2 separate regions of the Oryctolagus cuniculus genome follow, and region 1 is linked to region 2. Evidence: chromatin contacts called from public Hi-C data. All regions are on one chromosome and are shown on one strand. The core of a region is the stretch at or near the end of the contact, and the rest is flanking DNA. Distances in the headings are between cores, read along the strand shown. Region 1 holds the start of ADRA1B (adrenoceptor alpha 1B). Region 2 has its middle 82 kb from the start of IL12B.

What was found. Hi-C and Micro-C count contacts between places; a contact is called where the count stands out from the background.
Region 1: a Hi-C map of an unstated tissue shows a contact between it and region 2, with 5 times the contacts expected there. The contact joins the promoter of ADRA1B here to the enhancer-like site in region 2. A contact is called at or near these places in 4 of 6 Hi-C or Micro-C datasets (ear pinna, embryonic fibroblasts, skin fibroblasts and 1 more).

What each region holds. Positions count from the first base shown.
Region 1 is chr6:46,846,082-46,849,066 of mOryCun1.1, forward strand. ADRA1B (adrenoceptor alpha 1B) reads left to right here and starts at 1,305. Exons shown (of 2, transcript NM_001082062.1): 1 at 1,305-2,253. The coding sequence starts at 1,305.
Region 2 is chr6:46,309,513-46,312,375 of mOryCun1.1, forward strand. No RefSeq gene overlaps it. Among named protein-coding and RNA genes, the nearest start is that of IL12B, 82 kb to the left of the region's middle. Within about 2 kb of position 1,414, at least 1 of the 8 cell types and tissues checked has an H3K27ac peak or open chromatin away from gene starts, as enhancers often do.

The DNA.
Region 1 (2,985 bases), core at 55-2,554, 540 kb after region 2:
TGTCCATGTTGTCAAATACCCAACATAGTAAGGAAGAAAGAAAAAAGTTAGCCAAGGACCCAGATCCCAGAGACCCTCCTCTGAATCAGCCAACTGGCTGCTTCCCTTTACTCCTTCAGGTCTGCACTCAAAAGTAATGCAGACATCCCAAGCAGCTGTTTAAAAGTTCAGATCCCACCACCAGCACGCACACACACCCACTGCATCTCCCTCCCTGTGCTTTATTCTCATCCTAACACCTGTCTTCATGTGACTCACCCCTTAAAATTTGTTGATGTGTCTGCCTCCTCTCACCAGAATGCCTGCTCCTGGGAGGCGGGCATCTAAGTCGTTGGATTGCTAAACCCACAGCCCCTAGGAGGCAACAGGGTGGAGGGGCCGCGGGGGGGCAGCAGCGGGTACCAATTCACTGAATGAATGAGTTAGTGTCTGAGCGAATGAATGAAGCGGAGCCACAGTAGGGACAACGCAAGGGGGCTGATTATCTCGGATCATACTCTCACCTCTCCCACTCCCCTAACCCTGCGATGCTTCCTCTTTCAGGGGCCAGCCAAGTTGCACATCCCATTAAATCCGGGTCCTGATTCCAAGCAACCCCCTATTCAGAGGTAAGTCACCCCATCCCACTTTAGAAACCGAGGAGTGAATAGCAGGGAGAATAATCCCAGCGGGATTAGTCCTCCAGGTGGGTGACGGGGGATCCCCACGCCCGGCCCTGAGCCCCGCCCCCGCCCCGGGCCCGCCCCGGGCGCGGCTGGGGGCGCGGCCGGCCTCCCGCCGCGGCGTCGGGGCTGCGCGGGCCTTGGCTGGACCCGCATTGCCCCCTAGTGCCGCGCGGAGTCAGGGCGCCGGGCTCCCCCGCCTGATGTCACCGCCGTGCAGTCAGCCCAGAGGCGGCTCATTGACAGCAGACCCTCCTCGGCGCTCGCTGGGCGGAGGAGGCGCCGCGGTGCAGAGCCGCCGCGGGCCGGGCGCTGCCGCGCGCCCCTGCCCTGCCGCCCGCTCCCGCCAGCGCTCGCCCGCCGGCCCGGCGCGCCTGACGTGGACCATTAAACTTGGAGCTGCCGCCTCGTCCCCTCTCTCCTCCTCTTCTCCTCCTCCTCCGGCAGGCGAGCGAGCGGCTCAGTGCAGTCAGGGGACGTGCCGCCGCCGGGCTGCACTGCCCGGGGACATGACTTCTCACCAGGAGGGCGCCTTTGGGAAGAAGACCACGGGCAGAGCAAAGTTTCAGGGCAGCTGAGGAGCCTTCGCCGCAGCCCTTCCGAGCCCAATCACCCCCCTGGCTATGGAGGGCGGACTCTAAAATGAATCCCGACCTGGACACCGGCCACAACACATCAGCACCTGCCCACTGGGGAGAGTTGAAAAATGCCAACTTCACTGGTCCCAACCAGACCTCTAGCAACTCCTCTCTGCCCCAGCTGGACGTCACCAGGGCCATCTCCGTGGGCCTGGTGCTGGGCGCCTTCATCCTCTTCGCCATCGTGGGCAACATCCTTGTCATTCTGTCTGTGGCCTGCAATCGGCACCTGCGCACGCCCACCAACTACTTCATCGTCAACCTGGCCATCGCGGACCTGCTGCTGAGCTTCACCGTCCTGCCCTTCTCCGCTGCCCTGGAGGTGCTTGGCTACTGGGTGCTGGGGCGCATCTTCTGCGACATCTGGGCGGCCGTGGACGTCCTGTGCTGCACCGCATCCATCCTGAGCCTGTGTGCCATCTCCATCGATCGCTACATCGGAGTGCGCTACTCTCTCCAGTACCCCGCGCTGGTCACCAGGAGGAAGGCCATCTTGGCGCTCCTCAGTGTCTGGGTGTTGTCCACGGTCATCTCCATTGGGCCTCTGCTTGGCTGGAAGGAGCCGGCACCCAATGATGACAAGGAATGTGGGGTCACTGAAGAACCATTCTATGCTTTCTTCTCCTCTCTGGGCTCCTTCTACATCCCGCTGGCCGTCATTCTGGTCATGTACTGCCGCGTCTACATTGTGGCCAAGAGGACCACCAAGAACCTGGAGGCGGGAGTCATGAAAGAGATGTCCAATTCGAAGGAGCTGACCCTGAGGATCCACTCCAAGAACTTTCATGAGGACACCCTCAGCAGTACCAAGGCCAAGGGCCACAACCCCAGGAGTTCCATAGCTGTCAAACTTTTTAAGTTCTCCAGGGAAAAGAAAGCAGCCAAGACCTTGGGCATCGTGGTCGGTATGTTCATCTTGTGCTGGCTTCCCTTCTTCATCACCCTCCCACTCGGTAAGTTGGAGACTGGCAGAGGGCAAGTGGGCATCCTTGGAGCTCAGGTTTCCTGATGAGCTTGCTCTGGAGTTGTTGCTGTTGTTGTTGTTGAGGGTTTTGTTTTTTTGTGCAGTCTGTGTGTGTTTGGAGATTGGATACGGTTGTTTGTACAGCAAAGGCTTTGCAGATTAGGGAGCTGGCTCAAAACCAACTCAGGTGTTAGTGGAACACACTAAGGTCCCTAGCCACTTGAAATAGAAACACGGGAGGAAAATCTTGGATATGGAATGACTCACTCAACAGCCTTGGTTTAAAAATTTAAAAGGACAGTGGGCTTGAGCACCACACCAGCATTGTTATTTCGGTAGTAGGGATGTGTCGGCTAAGGCAGCATCACTAATGCAGCATACAGAATAGTTGTAGTTACTGCAGACGCGGCATTCGGGAGGCAGAGAGGCAGCTCATACACAGGCAGGCAGCGTTCATTCAGCAGTTCCAGGGCTCTTGCAGAGACCACACTCTTGAAGGGCTTTGCAGAGTCTGCACTGCAACCCCCATCCCGCCCTTCACCGCTGGCTACCACCTCCATGCACTGCCTTCGTTGTCACTTAACAACAGGGTTTCACAGCCACCGGGCTCCAGCCAGCCTATGACTTAGCCGAAGCTTCAGATTCGAGGGGAAAAATGACCAGAGGGTCACACACTCTCACGTTTTGCCCCAAAATGTTCCTAACACTGGTGAGTTGTGGA
Region 2 (2,863 bases), core at 164-2,663:
ATTCTCAGGCTTATTAATAATAAGAAGGAACAGGCTGCGTGCCAGAGATCATTGAGTAGATTTGCAGGGCTGCAGGATTGAGGCCACAGAGAGAATTGAAAAGGAATGAGATTGGTTGAGAAATATATAAAGGGGGGTAGACAGGAGGGAGGGGGCTGGAGACCATAAAGGCTGGGAGTTTGCGTCTACCAGGATGAATAAAGCGGGGAGGGGTGCTGTGGGTTTTGGAGCTGGAGGAGGTGAACTAAATAAATCCATTCTGGTGGCCAAATTCTTAGAAGCCACACAAGAGAAGGAAGCAAAGAATATAGCTCTGGTCAGCTCGCAGTGCAGCTGCACAGAAGAGAGGCTGGGCGTCCCCCAGGTGACCTTGGCCCATCAGGGCTGCAGCTCTGCTGACAGGTCTTGGAGGCTGCACCAGGCCTGACAGCTTGGAGGCGGGGCAGGGGAGGGGAGCAGCTGTTGCTGGGTTTGTCCACCAGGCCAACTCTGCTGCCCTGCATAACCTGGGCTCGGCCACTGGGAGTGGGAACAGAAGCCCCCAGACCTAGGAGGAGGAGCAGTAGCAAATCTGGCAGGACAGAGACAGGAGGGCTGGCCAGGAAAAGTGAAGAACTGGGCAGCCCAGAGGGCACCAGAGGCCTGCAGAGCCCTGCCGAGTTCAAGGGCAGCAGACCTCAGTAACAGGCCATTGCCTCCCCGCAGGGCTGCAGTTCTCATTGCTGCTGTCCAGCTGTCCTAAAGAAGCTGCCAGTCCTGGGTTTCCAAGATGGAATCTGTCACCTGCAGGAAAACAAAGTCTACTGGGCCAACAATGCTGATGAAGAGCAGAAACCTCTGCAGGCTGGCAGGATGTGTCTGGTGGCTGCGTAGTGGGGTTGCTCCTCTGCCATCCCATTTGATGCTGCACAACCCCACCACACCCCACACCCCTTCCAGGAGAGGCGGAGAAGCTATTGCACTGCTTGGTGAAGGACCCTGCATACTCACCTAACCACCCTGCATTTTTAACCACTGCAGGTAACCAAGCATGTGATAAAATATCAGCTTGTGATAGTGGCATGAATAACGGTAAGGAGAGAGGAGAAAAAGGAGAGGGAGAGAGAGGGAGCAATGGAGGGAGGGAGGAAGAGAGAGAGAGAGAGAGAGAGATTGATTTTTTGCTTGGATGACCAGCAGAGGCCTCTCCAGTCCTCTTCCTCCCCCACCCTCAGGGACTTAGCAACGTTTGCTGGGTTTCCAGGCCTCACTCTAGGTGCTAATGAGCAGCTGAGAGCTGGCTGAGTAGCAGCCTGATGGAAAGGATTTCCCCTCCACCCTTTCTATCCTTCGAAGCAGACTCAGCCCCAGCCAAAGGGAGCAGGTGCAAGGCTGAAACCCTGATTAAGTATTCCCATTTGCTTACACAGCTGTGAACAGTTGGCTGGCTGAGACTGCAGGGAGGAAAGGCACTGTGGCTGCAGGACAGCAGTGGATAGGGCAGGGGAGCTGGGGCTGGTGGCTCCAGGCTGTGGTTGGCTACCTCCCACTCAGACAGCCTTGCTCAGAGGGGAGTATACAGACATGAAGGACAAGTCAGGGCAGGTCCCACTGCCGCAGATAGAGCCCCCTCCCCTTGTTCTCCCTGCCTGCAATGTAACTATCAGACCGTTGTTCTTCCCGGAGTTGCAGTTTCCAAGGCAGAAAATTATGGAGATTTAAGGGCTATCTATCTCCGAGAGAAAGACCACATTCTCACTGGGATCCACAGACACTCATAGTATTCAGCCTGTGCACCTTAGGCTGGCTACATAATTTTGGGAGTCCTGGGCAAAATGACAAATTGGCCCACTGCGTCGTTGTTGTTGCTCTGAGTGCAGAATGACTGTCTTTTCGTTTTGGTTTCAAGATCACTCTATCTCCAGAGCTTGCCACTTGAGAGATGCTCAGTATTTTCTGTTGTTAGATAAAGGCACAGAGTTTGAGTCATGAAGTGGATGTATTTAGAGGCTGTCTCAGAACATTTATTAAGCTCTTACTGTGTGGCAGGCACTGGACTATGACAGTGGTTCTCACCCAGGCTGCAGGAGACAATCACCCCAGGAATCTGTAAAAGTCCCAGTCCCAGGCTCCATTCTGGACTGGTTACATCAGCGTCTTTCATGATGCCATGCTGCTTCCAGCATGCTGTCAAATTTGTGGAGAACAGCCACCCTTGTTCTCCAGGGTCAACGTGCATGTGAATAACCAGGCAGCTGGCTAACTGCTCAGATGCCCAGGGACATTTTCAGATTTTCTGAATCAATGAGTTTTGGAGGTGCAAGTCCTCAGGGACCAAAGTTTGCTGATACCAAAGTTTGAGAACCTGAATGATGGTGTTGAACCCTATGGCTGTGCCCATTTTACAGATAGGAAAAAAGGGATGAGGAGGTTTGCCCAAAGTAACAAGGTAGTAACTGTCAGGAAAGGGATTCAACCCAAGGATTCTGACAATGCGTGCTGGGATTACCTCTGTGACAAAAACCTAAGTCTGTGCCTGGTGTTGGTTGTAAAAACAAAACAATAGTAAGTACGATTAAAGGAAGGCATGTGCTATATAGGCAAGTGGGTTTGACCAGTTACCCGGTGAGGAACAGGGCCAGCCAGGAGGGGATGGAGTAGGGGCATGGGGGAGGGAACTGACCCCCACTTCTGCCTCCCCAGGGTCTCTGGGGCTTCAAGGAACCGAGTTGTTGATTCCAGGTCTGATTCTGCGTTAGCAAGTAAATCTCTAAGCCCCTGGGGTATCCCTCAGTTGTGGTGTTTAATACTTAATAGATTCCTAGGCAGTGATACCAAGCAAGCGCCCCAAGGCTGACTGGCTGGCTGGTTGCCTGGGTGCACC